4 separate regions of the Sus scrofa genome follow, and regions 1, 2 and 4 are each linked to region 3. Evidence: chromatin contacts called from public HiChIP or PLAC-seq data. All regions are on one chromosome and are shown on one strand. The core of a region is the stretch at or near the end of the contact, and the rest is flanking DNA. Distances in the headings are between cores, read along the strand shown.

Region 1 (2,700 bases), core at 49-2,548, 200 kb before region 3:
TCAGGCTATCCTCAACTTACAAATAGTTGACTAGAATTCAAAACATTCTCCCAGTGAAATAGTGACATGAGTGGCAGGTAGTAGCTAACGTGAGGCCATGAAAATAGGATCAAACTATCTCCATAGAAGTCTGTGTCTTAAGATACCCAGGTATAATCAGAGAATAAGTAGGTACCTTTTAGAAGATTCTGAAGAGGTTATCCAAGTACCTTCAAAGGACTACGTAAAAGCACACAGTGCTGGTTCTTTTTCATGGTCTCTCTTTATTTCGAGTTCGTGGTTTCATTTTTCTTTGATAGATATAAATGTCTCTATATCAAAAGTATTATTTATACTTAAGAATGTCTGTTGGCACATAATGAAAATATGAGCAGTAAAGAAAAAAAAGAGGAGAGAGAGTGTTTAGACCCCTTGAGGTAAGCAATAAAGCTCTGGACTAAGATAAGCGGTCAGAGTTAGAAGGGTGTGTGCACAGAAATAAAATCTGATATAACTTTAATTAATAAGCAAAGAAGATATAAAGGAGAGATGATCACAGCCTGTGCCCTATTCTCCCCTAATCCATTCTTTCTGACTCAGAGAAGATACTTTAAGAAATGTTGGAGTTCCCGTCGTGGCGCAGTGGTTAACGAATCCGACTAGGAACCATGAGGCTGTGGGTTCGGTCCCTGCCCTTGCTCAGTGGGTTAACGATCTGGTGTTGCCGTGAGCTGTGGTGTAGGTGGCAGACGAGGCTCGGATCCTGCGTTGCTGTGGCTCTGGCGTAGGCCGGTGGCTACAGCTCCGATTCAACCCCTAGCCTGGGAACCTCCATATGCCGCGGGAGCGGCCCAAGAAATAGCAACAATAACAACAACAACAACAACAACAACAAAAGACAAAAAAAAAAAAAAAGAAATGTTAAAACTTAAGAGCTCAAACTACTGCCTTTGGAATGGATAAGCAATGAGATCTTGCTATATAGCACTGGGAACTATATCTAGTCACTTATGATGGAGCATGATAATGTGAGAAAAAAGAATGTATGTATGTATGTGTGACTGGGTCACCTTGCTATACAGGAGAAAACTGACAGCACACTGTAAACCAGCTATAATGGAAAAAATAAAAATCATTATAAAATAAAAAAATAAATGAAATAAAACTTAAGAGCTGATATCATTAGCCACATGGTAATTCAATGGCTGAGAATAGCAAAGATGCTATAGGAAGTAGCACTAATCAAGCAGTGCATGATACATGCAATAGTCACCATGGGTCAACTACAAGACAGATATTCCTAATATGGAGTGCCTGCGCAGTTAAAAACAAAAAAACAAACCTTGAACAAGACACTTCCTCCTACAGTACTCAAGCTGGCCCTGCCCACCAATATCAAAAACATAAAGAAGCTACCCTGCAACAGTAACATCTCAAAAACTAACAATGTGGAAATGTGAAGCTGATAAAACACTTCAAATTAATTTTAGAAAGAAAAGGTATTGAAGGTAGAAAGAGAGAATAAGATATACCAAGGGAAAAGCATATCTTAGCTGGATTCCCTTCCCTAAAAGCAAAGAGGTGGGAGCAGATGATCTCTAAGTCTAGCAACACGACATGGCTGGCCTGACTCATGAGACTTCCTGGATGGGTCACCATCTAGACTACACGTTAGTCTGTGCTCAGTCCTTGCTGCTTCCAGTGCCTTTTTTCTTTTTCTGACCTCACAGCTTATTACTCTTCAGTGATTATAATTCCATCCTAGCCTAAATAACCTTAAATTCAAAAGAAGCTTTTTGAAAAATAATGCTTCTATATCCCCAAAAGTTGTATGTCTGATGAAAGATATATACTCTTCAAATCAATCTCCAAAAGGCACTACTGATTTCATGGACGACAATAATACAAATAACAAATGAGAGCAGGTACAGCAAAGTCCATGAAGAAAGTAAGAATGCACTCCTAAGATCATTTACCTGTCAAGGTTGTGTAGCACTGGTAGCAATGTCAAATATCAAAATCCAAACTAACTACAACTGCCTCCTTAGTCCCCTCCAAAACAGAGCTGCTATGCTACACGGAGCGAAAACTCTGTGCCTCTAGGTCAAGACTGTTCAAGGGAAGAAGTCTGCCGCAAGCAAGAATATAAACTACTGAGGAATCGGATGAAAAGATCCCTCAATCTAAATAAGACGTAGCTTGGTTTTGTTTTTTTTTTTTTTTGTTCAAAGGTCAGTTTGATGACTCATGACTTTAAAGAGCTTCTCTGTGTACTTCATAAAACCTGCCTATGCCTGTGGAGTAAATGAAGCTGGGAGCACCTCATTACCGTTAGAGAACATTTGAGGCAAAAAAAATAATTATGAACTCTTATAAAACCATTCATACAACTAAACTGGCTCAAATCAAAACCCACTTCGCCAAGTGTATTAAGAATGGTCAATAAGTACTAGGGGTGTAATATACAATATGACTATAACCCTGCTGCATGATAAAAAGGAAAGTTGTTAAAAGAGTAAATCCTTCAATTAAAAAAAAACTTTTAAGGCAAAAAAGTCAATCCTAAGAGTTCTCATCACAAGGAGGAAACTTTTTCTTCTTTCCTTTTTACTGTATTTGTATGAAATGACATGTTAGCTGAACCTGTTGTGGCAATCATTTTACAATATATGTAAAAGCATCACGGCACACCCCTTAAATTTATTCAGTGAAGTATTTCCA
Region 2 (2,783 bases), core at 161-2,660, 170 kb before region 3:
AAAATGAATCATACAGAATTATTTCCAGGAGATTATTAGTAAGTGCAAAGAGCAAAGTGCAAAAGAATATATACAGTATGCTACCTTTTGTGTAAACAAACAAAAAAAATAAAATTTACATGTATCTGCTTGTCATGACAAAAAGAAACACAGGCATTAAGAATCCAACACAGGTGTTCCCTTGCGACGTGGTGGAAACGAATCTGACTGGCACTCATGAGGATGCAGGTTCGATCCTCGGCCTCACTCAGTGGGTTAAGGATCCACTGTTGCCGTGAGCTGTGGTGTAGGTTGCAGATGTAGCTCAGATCTGGTGTTGCTAGGGCTGTGGTGCAGGCCGGCAGCTACAGCTCTGATTCGACCCCTAGCTTTGGAACCTCCATATGCCACATGTGTGGCCCTAAAAAGCAAAAAAACAAAATAACTCTAGTCACTTGTGATGAAACATGATGGAGGATAATGTGAGAAAAAGAATGTGTATGTATGTATGACTGGGTCACTTTGCTGTACAGCAGAAATTGACAGTACACTGTAAATCAACTATCTAAAAAAAAAAAAAAAGAACCCAACACAGTGTCCTAAGGATTCGGGTTCGGTCCCTGGCCTCACTCAGTGGGTTAAGGATCTGGCATTGCCACAAGCTGCAGCGTAGGTCACAGATGTGGCCCAGATCTGTGTTGCTGTGGCTGTGGTGCAGGCCGGCAGCTGTAGCTCCCATTTGACCCCTTGCCTGGGAACTTCCTTATGCTGCAGATGCAGCCATAAAAAGAAAAGGAACGGTTCCTGTCATGTCTCAGCAATAACAAACCCAACTAGCATCCATGAGGACGAGGGTCTGATCCTTGGCCCCACTCAGTGGGTTAACGGATCTGGCGCTGCTGTGGCGCAGGCCAGCAGCCAGAATCAGCAGCTCTGATTCGACCTCTAGCTGGGGAACTTTCACATACCACAGGCACAGCCCTAAAAAGACGGACAGATGGAAGGAAGGAAGGAAGGATGGAAGGAAGGAAGGAAAAAGAGAGAGAGAGGGAGGGAGAGAAAAAAAAGGAACCACTTCAGAAAACATTGAAAGGTGATTACTCCTAAGAAATGGGGGGAAATGTGATGGAAGGGATACAGAAGAGAATGTGCATCTTTTTTATATTTTGCTTTTGAAAACATGTTCATATTCTACATAAATCAAAAATAAAACCAATCAGAATGGGAAAGGGCATTTTTTTTAAAAAAGCTGAAACTCAAGCATATAAATAAATAAACCTAATTTCATTTCTAGCAAATATCCTAGCTACATCATGCAGAAAGTAAGGGTGGGAAATAAAATGGGGAGGAAAGGGATGGTAGGAGGAGGGAAGGCTAATTTAAGTAATTTAAGAATACAGTACTTCCTCTCAGGCTTTGGCAGGATGGTTACAGGAAGTGGCGCACTAAACACAAATTACTGTAATGAAATGAGCAAAGCAATTCTGAAATTATTTTAGTAGACGTATTATAGAATAGTGGAAACAAAGAAACTTGAAGTGAAACCAGACATATTGACATAAACTCATGATGTCTAAACTACATAAATGTACGTTGCCATGAACATTTGTGATGTACAAGTATGTTTCTGTACATGCGCATGTATGTACATGTATAAACAAGCATCTATTTCCTAGTTCTGTCCACTGAAAGGGCTAAGAGACAACTCAATAGCAATGAGAGCACCTACCCCCAGAGATCTTGGTCTCTCAGACTACTCCCCACAAAGGCACAAGCACATGATTAAAGGATTTCCACTGTACAAATCTAAGATAATTTGAGCATCGAAATAATTGAGTAATGAAATGCAAACAATTCAAAACATAGGAATTCATGGCCTATACCAATAGACAGGGCTCTTGAAGAATGTTAAAAGCGAAAGGGTTATATGTGTAGGGGATGCTGGAATGAGAACATGAACATTTTGGAACCATTACAGTAAAAAATTAGATTAAGAATCATCAATAAATGCTAAATTTAAGACAAAATGTGATGAGAATCATGGTAGTATCACTGTCTTCCCAAAGATTGCTTACTGCTTGCAAAAGGGAAAAAAAAAAAAAAACTATGCAGTGAAGAAATCTGGCAACACTTCGTCCAAGTAATAAAAACTAACATCCCAAGAGTTCCTGCCATGGCGCAATGGGATCAGCAGTGCTGGGACGCAGTTTTGACACCTTCCCCCCACCCCCACCCCCTCCTCAGCCCTGGCACAGTGGGTTAAGGATCTGCTGCTTAAGTCGCAACTTAGGGCTTGGGTCTGACCCCTGGCGTGGGAACCAGGTGGCCAAAAAAGGGAAAAAAAAATAACATCCCAATGAGGGAAAGAAGTGCCTACAGAAGTTGTGTACCTTTCTCAGGGTATCACATCACCTATGCAGTATCCAGCCAAGAACACAGAACCTCATTTTCACTGCAGCAATTCTTCAAACATAAAATTAAGAACATTCTATTAAGGGAATGGAAGAGTTGAGTTCTTCAAAAATGTCAATGTCATAAAAGACAAAGAAAGGCTGTGGAAATATTCCAGGAAAACGAAGGCTAAAAAAAAAAAAAAAAATACTAACTACATGGAATACCTGACCCTAGACTAGATTCTGTTACAGGAAGCAAGGAAAACGTTATGAGAGATTTTTATTAAGTCAACTGACAAAACTGGAAGATGGACAACAGATTCATATTGATGTCCACTTATAAAGTTGATAACTATACAATAATTATACAAGAGAATGACCCTAGTCTCAAGAAATAAAGCAAAGTATTTG
Region 3 (2,748 bases), core at 187-2,686:
CGGGGGCCCAAGAATGCCAGTGACTCAGAAACCCAGAGCGCCCCGCCAGGGGAGCAGAACGCGGCTCTCCAGACAGACACCAGGGGGCGCCATTCCTCCACGGAGCTCAGCGCCCACCGCTCTGCTAACAGCTGAATCAAGTAAGAGGCTTTTACCTATTATAGCCTTGGGTGTGCTGGGCGGATTTCAGGGTGAGCTGCAGCAGCTGGAGGGAGAGCTTGTTTTGATGCCTCGAAAGAAATTGACCGCACAGGATTTCTCCTGCCTTTAATGACATGGGCCAGGGCTCAAACGCAGACCTTAGCAACTTTCTGGCTGTGTCACCCTGGCCAAGTCACTTCACATGTGGGAGCCTGGTTTATCTCCTCCATAAAATACTGATAATCATGGGACCCCATTGCTGTAAGGATGCAGTGCGATACAATTTGCAGGTGCTGATCTGCAGTGGGAGATGGTGACCTGATCAGGAGTTGTTCCTTATCCTGGTAATCGGCTCAGAGCAAGGATTCTCAAACTGCGTTCCCTGGATCAGCAGCAGCACCTGAGGGCTTGCTAGAAATGCAGATTCACAGTCCCAACCCAGATCTTTTGTTTCCTTTATGGGGTAGGTCTTTTGGTGTTTAATAAACCCTCTGGATGATTCTGATAGTACTCGAGTCAGCTCTGAAAGGTAAAGAGATTTCCCCTAAAATCACAGCTATTTGATTGCATTGGAAAAAAAAAAATTGTTTCATTGACTTTATTTTTTCTTTTTAGGGCCACACCTGCAGCATATGGCAATTCCCAGGCTAGGTATGGAATTGGAGCTGCAGCTGCCAGCTTAACATCACAGCCACAGCAACGCCAGATCAGAGCGACATCTGCGACCTACACCACAGCTCAGGGCGACACCGGATCCTTAACCTACGGACCAAGGCCAGGGATTGAACCCACATCCTCATGGATCCTAGTCAGGTTCATTAACCACTGAGCCACAAAGGGAACTCCATAACTTGCTATTTATAATAAAGCCTCCCTCTCTGGGTAGTGAAGAAAGTGCTGGGGTCAGAGGGAGACCTGGGTTCAGAGCCTGGTTTCCTCATCAGTAGAATCAGAATTGCGATACAGGCTTCCACGAATAAGGAAGAAACTAGAGAAACTCCAGGAAGCTCCTGGCCTGGCCTTGGCCCAGGGAAGAGTTGATTAAAGGGCGGCAAACAGTTAAGCACTTGCAGTTTGCAAAGCACCACCTCACCCAATCCTCACCATGCTCCCCACTTGACTGCTGAAGACGACTCTCGGGGACATTACATGTCATAGGGCCTGGCCACGTCCTGGTCAGTCTCAGAGCCAGGACTCAGTAGCCCTGGAAGAAAAGAGGGCCGGGCCTAGGGTGGAGCAAGGAGGCACCCAGCATGCAGCTTTTAAGGAGGCGCTGACACTCAGGGTTATGGGAGGGCTGAGCGGGCGCCTGAGAGCCGGTGCCTCCTTAAATCTGGGGCCTTGGGCCTCTCTGGCCTCCCCTGGGTCCCAGCCCTGCTCCAGAGGCTGCCTTCTCTGTCGCTAGGGTACCTCTCACTCAGAATGAAAGACTGAGGGGGGCAGGAGTGGGTGGCCAGGCCAGGGCGAAGGCAGCCTTGTTAAAACGCCTACATTTTGTTACAGCAACAGACTTTTCTTCCCCTTAAGCAGAGAACATATTAATATATGAAAATAGAAATGCATATCAGGAAGGTGAGTTAATGATTAATAAGCAATGTACGGTGGGCTCCCAGTGTAGTCACTGCTAGAAATTTCAATTTGGGGAGTTCCCATTGTGGCGCAGTGGTTAACGAATCCGACTAGGAGCCATGAGGTTGCAGGTTTGATCCCTGGCATCGCTCAGTGGGTTAAGGGTCCAGCGTTGCCGTGAGCTGTGGTGTAGGTTGCAGTCGCAGCTTGGATCCTACGTTGCTGTGGCTGTGGTGTAGGCAGGCAACTGTAGCTCCGATTAGACCCCTAGCCTGGGAACCTCCATATGCCATGGGTTCGGCCCTAGAAAAAAACAAAAGACAAAAAAAAAAAAAAAAAATGCAGATTAATTCGGAGAACTCACATGCAGGTTGAGTGGCCAAAAAAATAAAATAAAATAACAACAGAAACAAAACAAAATAAAACAACTGAACTGGTACAATCCCAGACAAACTGGGAGGAGCTGGTCACCCCAGGAGCTTTCTTATAGAAGGTGTGATTCTAGCAATTAAAGGTGCATATTTACATAGAATTTACCGATAAACAACTGCTTCTTCTAGAATACAAAGAAACAGTTTGTTTGTTCTAGTGGAGGAAGGGGAGCTGGCACGTTTGGACCAATGGACAGATAGCACAGACTGGCAATTTTACAGCATATGACCTATGGTGACTATGCTACATCAGCATCGCCTTGCCCATGGATGCTTTCTTCTCTATCAGGCAATGGATTCCTTAGTGTAAAAGGTAGATCTCTTTTATTTGTTTGTTTTCTTTCTCTTTTTTTTTTTTAGGGCCGCACCCACAGCGTATGGAAGTTCCCAGGCTAGGAGTCAAATTGGAGCTGCAGCTGCCAGCCTATACCACAGCCACAGCAATGTCAGACCCAAGCCGAGACTGCAATCTACGCTACAGCTCACAGCAATGCCAGATCCTTAACCCAGTGAGCGAGGCCAGGGATCAAACCTGTATCCTCATGGATACTAGTTGGGTTCATTACTGATGAGCCACGATGGGAACTCCTAAAATATAGATTTCTAA
Region 4 (2,837 bases), core at 19-2,518, 130 kb after region 3:
GATATAAAACTCAGTCCATGGGTTACCCGTTGGATACTTCACTACTCTTCGGATACGTTTTGTTTCAAAAAGGAGCGAAGAAGGTCTGGCTTGCTAACTCATCAGGCCCTCATTTGCTGTCTTGGGCCTCTTGTCTCTGCTCTAAAATAGGAGCTGAGCCCCGTGGATGGTTCCAGCCCCCTTCTGTGCCTCTGCTTATTTTAAGTCCTAAATAAGGATGAGTTTGTGGCGAGAGTGGAAGGCCTGATTCTTTCCTCTTTTCCTAATTCCCCCAGACTCCTGTTTCTCTCTCCGGGAATCCTGTCTCCTCTTCTCTCACACACACTATTTGCTGTGGGCTCAGCAGACACAGATGTTCAGTCATCCAGCTAGTGACCAAGATGTGCATTGAGGCTTGTCAGAGATGCCCGCAGTGGAGAAAGTCTTTCTGCCTTTTTTTTGTCCTGCTGTCACCCCTACAGCATATGAAAGTTTCCAGGCTAGGGGTCGAATCAGAGCTATAGCTGCCAGCCTACACCACAGCCAGAGCAATGTGGGATCTAAGCTGCATCTTCGACCCACACCGCAGCTCATGGCATCACCAGATCCTGAACCCACTGAGCAAGGCCAGGGATCGAACCGCATCCTCATGGATACTAGTTGGGTTTGTTACTGCCAAGCCGTAAGGGAAACTCCCTGGACACTTTTTATTATCCCCACTGGGACGTGGTGTCACTGGCATCTAGTGGGTGGGGCCAGGGTCGATGGCTCCTGGCCCCCCACCTCCTACTCCACACAACAGAGCTTACCCAGCTCTCAATGTCAACGCTGAGAAAAAACCCCAAGAACATAGGGATTTGTATCTCTATTCCCTTTCCTTCTTTTCTCCGCCACCCCGAGGCTAATGTCCTTTACTGGATCTTTTCTTTTCAGTAAGAGGATGGGCTTTCCACATCACCGCATAGGGAGCCCTGCCGCCGTGTTATTTTAGCAGCTGTATTTTATGCCCTTTAAAGGTGGGGTGTAACTTACTTATCCAGGCGCCTTATTTATGGAGCCTCAGTGGTTTTCCATTTTCTGCTGTTGGAAACAGCTGCCGTGAAGACCCTTCTGCCCACGTCAGGGGGAATCCACAGGATACATTCCTGGAAGTGGAGCGAGGGGTCAGAGGCCACGAGCTGTTGACATTTCGAGAGATGGGCCAAGTGGCTCTCTAAAGGGTGGTTCTGATTTATGCTCCCTCCAGCAATGTGAGATCGTGCCTCTAGCGTGGGTTATTTTATTTTTTTTTAATCCCTGGTTTCCATTTATAGCCTAAGCTGTCTTCATATCAGCTGAAAAGTTCACAGTGTTGGCAGCCTGGGTGGATTCTGCAGATATTCCCGATATAGAAGGGCAGGGCTGGGAGGAGTCCTGATAAGCTAGCAGGCGCTGAAGGAGACTGCGGAGCAGAGCTAAAACTTGGAGAAAGATAATTACCTTTGGCTAAAGTCCTGAGGGTCCGCTTCTTGGGACCTGATCACAGCCCCCTCCCTGGCGTTTGGTGCTTTCTTGTTAGAATAAACATTACCTTAAGTAGCTCATTGATCTGAGAACCTCATTGATCTGAGAACCGTTACGCAATTATTCTAGGAGCGTAGATTTGTTTTTGTGAACCCCCGGTTTAGATACACAAGGGTTAAGGCAAATCGTAGAGTTTTCTTTACCCACAGACAAGATTGGTCCAGTGCAGGGGGGCTCTCCACTCTACCTGCCAGTTAGAATCACCCGGGAAACTTTTATTTATTTATTTATTTTTTGCCGTTTCTACATTTTCTTTTTTTCTTTTCTTCTTCTTCTTCTTTTTTTTTTTTTTTTTTTTAGGGCCGCTCCTGAGGCATATGGAGATTCCCAGGCTAGGGGTCTAATCGGAGCTGTAGCTGCCAGCCTACGCCAGAGCCACAGCAATGCGGGATCCGAGCGGCATCTGCGACCTATACCGCAGCTCACGGCAACGCCGGATCGTTAACCCACTGAGCAAGGGCAGGGATCGAACCCGCAACCTCATGGTTCCTAGTCGGATTCGTTAACCACTGCGCCCCCATCTGGGAAACTTTTAAGTGGCCAACGCCTAGGCCTTCCCCCAGGCCACCGAATTCAGTTACTAGGGGTGGGGCTGAGGCATCAGGATTTTTTAAAGCTCTCATCTCAGTCTGCAGCCAAGGTTAGCAGTCCCTGGACTAGTACAGGAGCTGGGGACGTTTACCACCTGTGGACCAAGGCTGGCCCCCTCACTTGTGTTTGGAAATAAAGTTTTATTGGAACACAGCCACATCCATTTATTTAACACATCCTCTTTTGGCTGTTTTTGCAGCAGAGCCTTTGTACCTGCAGAGCCTGATTTACTCTCTGGCCCTTTATGGAAAGAGGTTGCTGACCCCTGGTATGGTTGGTGACGTTTTCACTGTGAAATCTGCTAACTGCGTAAAAATGTTAGGAGGACCCAGCGTCTTCCGGTCACTCGGGCAGCGCCCTCCCTCCTGCTTAACCCCCTTCATGGAAAGTATTTTTGCGAGAGACTTCTTTTCCAACTTTATGCTTTTTCCTTCGGGAATGCAGTGTGTCTCTTCATTCCTGAGAGCAGAAATGACAAGCCGGGCCTCCTGTCTTTCCCTTTGCTGTCACATTCACAGCTCAGCTGTTGAAGCCCCACATCCTGCTCATCTTGCTGTTTAATAAATCATCCTTTTTTTCTTTCTCTGTTTCCTAGTCCTCCTTCTCCCTTTTCTGCTGTTTTATCCCCGTTTTCTCTCTTGTCTTTGTAAGATGCTTCTCCAGGAAAACGGAATCAATGTGCTTCCCTCTCCAAAGAAGTGCCT

The links. HiChIP or PLAC-seq counts read pairs in DNA pulled down with a chosen protein or histone mark.
Region 1: an H3K27ac HiChIP or PLAC-seq map of alveolar macrophages shows a contact between it and region 3. The contact joins two enhancer-like sites. A contact is called at or near these places in 1 of 5 promoter capture datasets (liver), 16 of 47 Hi-C or Micro-C datasets (alveolar macrophages, brain, embryonic fibroblasts and 9 more) and 2 of 2 datasets of contacts at active chromatin or transcription factors (alveolar macrophages and skeletal muscle).
Region 2: an H3K27ac HiChIP or PLAC-seq map of alveolar macrophages shows a contact between it and region 3. The contact joins two enhancer-like sites.
Region 4: a contact with region 3 is called in an H3K27ac HiChIP or PLAC-seq map of skeletal muscle. The contact joins two enhancer-like sites. A contact is called at or near these places in 2 of 5 promoter capture datasets (fetal liver and liver), 11 of 47 Hi-C or Micro-C datasets (alveolar macrophages, blood, brain and 7 more) and 2 of 2 datasets of contacts at active chromatin or transcription factors (alveolar macrophages and skeletal muscle).

Annotation. Positions count from the first base shown.
Region 1 is chr17:49,624,064-49,626,763 of Sscrofa11.1, reverse strand. The region is part of intron 2 of NCOA3 (nuclear receptor coactivator 3); the gene reads right to left. Among named protein-coding and RNA genes, the nearest start is that of NCOA3, 97 kb to the right of the region's middle. Within about 2 kb of position 1,298, at least 18 of the 83 cell types and tissues checked have an H3K27ac peak or open chromatin away from gene starts, as enhancers often do. A contact at or near this core is called in alveolar macrophages, where this site is marked.
Region 2 is chr17:49,597,823-49,600,605 of Sscrofa11.1, reverse strand. All of the region lies in intron 2 of NCOA3 (nuclear receptor coactivator 3), which reads right to left. Among named protein-coding and RNA genes, the nearest start is that of NCOA3, 71 kb to the right of the region's middle. Within about 2 kb of position 1,410, at least 10 of the 83 cell types and tissues checked have an H3K27ac peak or open chromatin away from gene starts, as enhancers often do. A contact at or near this core is called in alveolar macrophages, where this site is marked.
Region 3 is chr17:49,423,044-49,425,791 of Sscrofa11.1, reverse strand. No RefSeq gene overlaps it. Among named protein-coding and RNA genes, the nearest start is that of ZMYND8, 34 kb to the right of the region's middle. Within about 2 kb of position 1,436, at least 57 of the 83 cell types and tissues checked have an H3K27ac peak or open chromatin away from gene starts, as enhancers often do. A contact at or near this core is called in alveolar macrophages, fetal liver, liver and 1 more, where this site is marked.
Region 4 is chr17:49,291,237-49,294,073 of Sscrofa11.1, reverse strand. The region is part of intron 14 of ZMYND8 (protein kinase C-binding protein 1); the gene reads left to right. Among named protein-coding and RNA genes, the nearest start is that of ZMYND8, 98 kb to the left of the region's middle. Within about 2 kb of position 1,268, at least 13 of the 83 cell types and tissues checked have an H3K27ac peak or open chromatin away from gene starts, as enhancers often do. A contact at or near this core is called in fetal liver, liver and skeletal muscle, where this site is marked.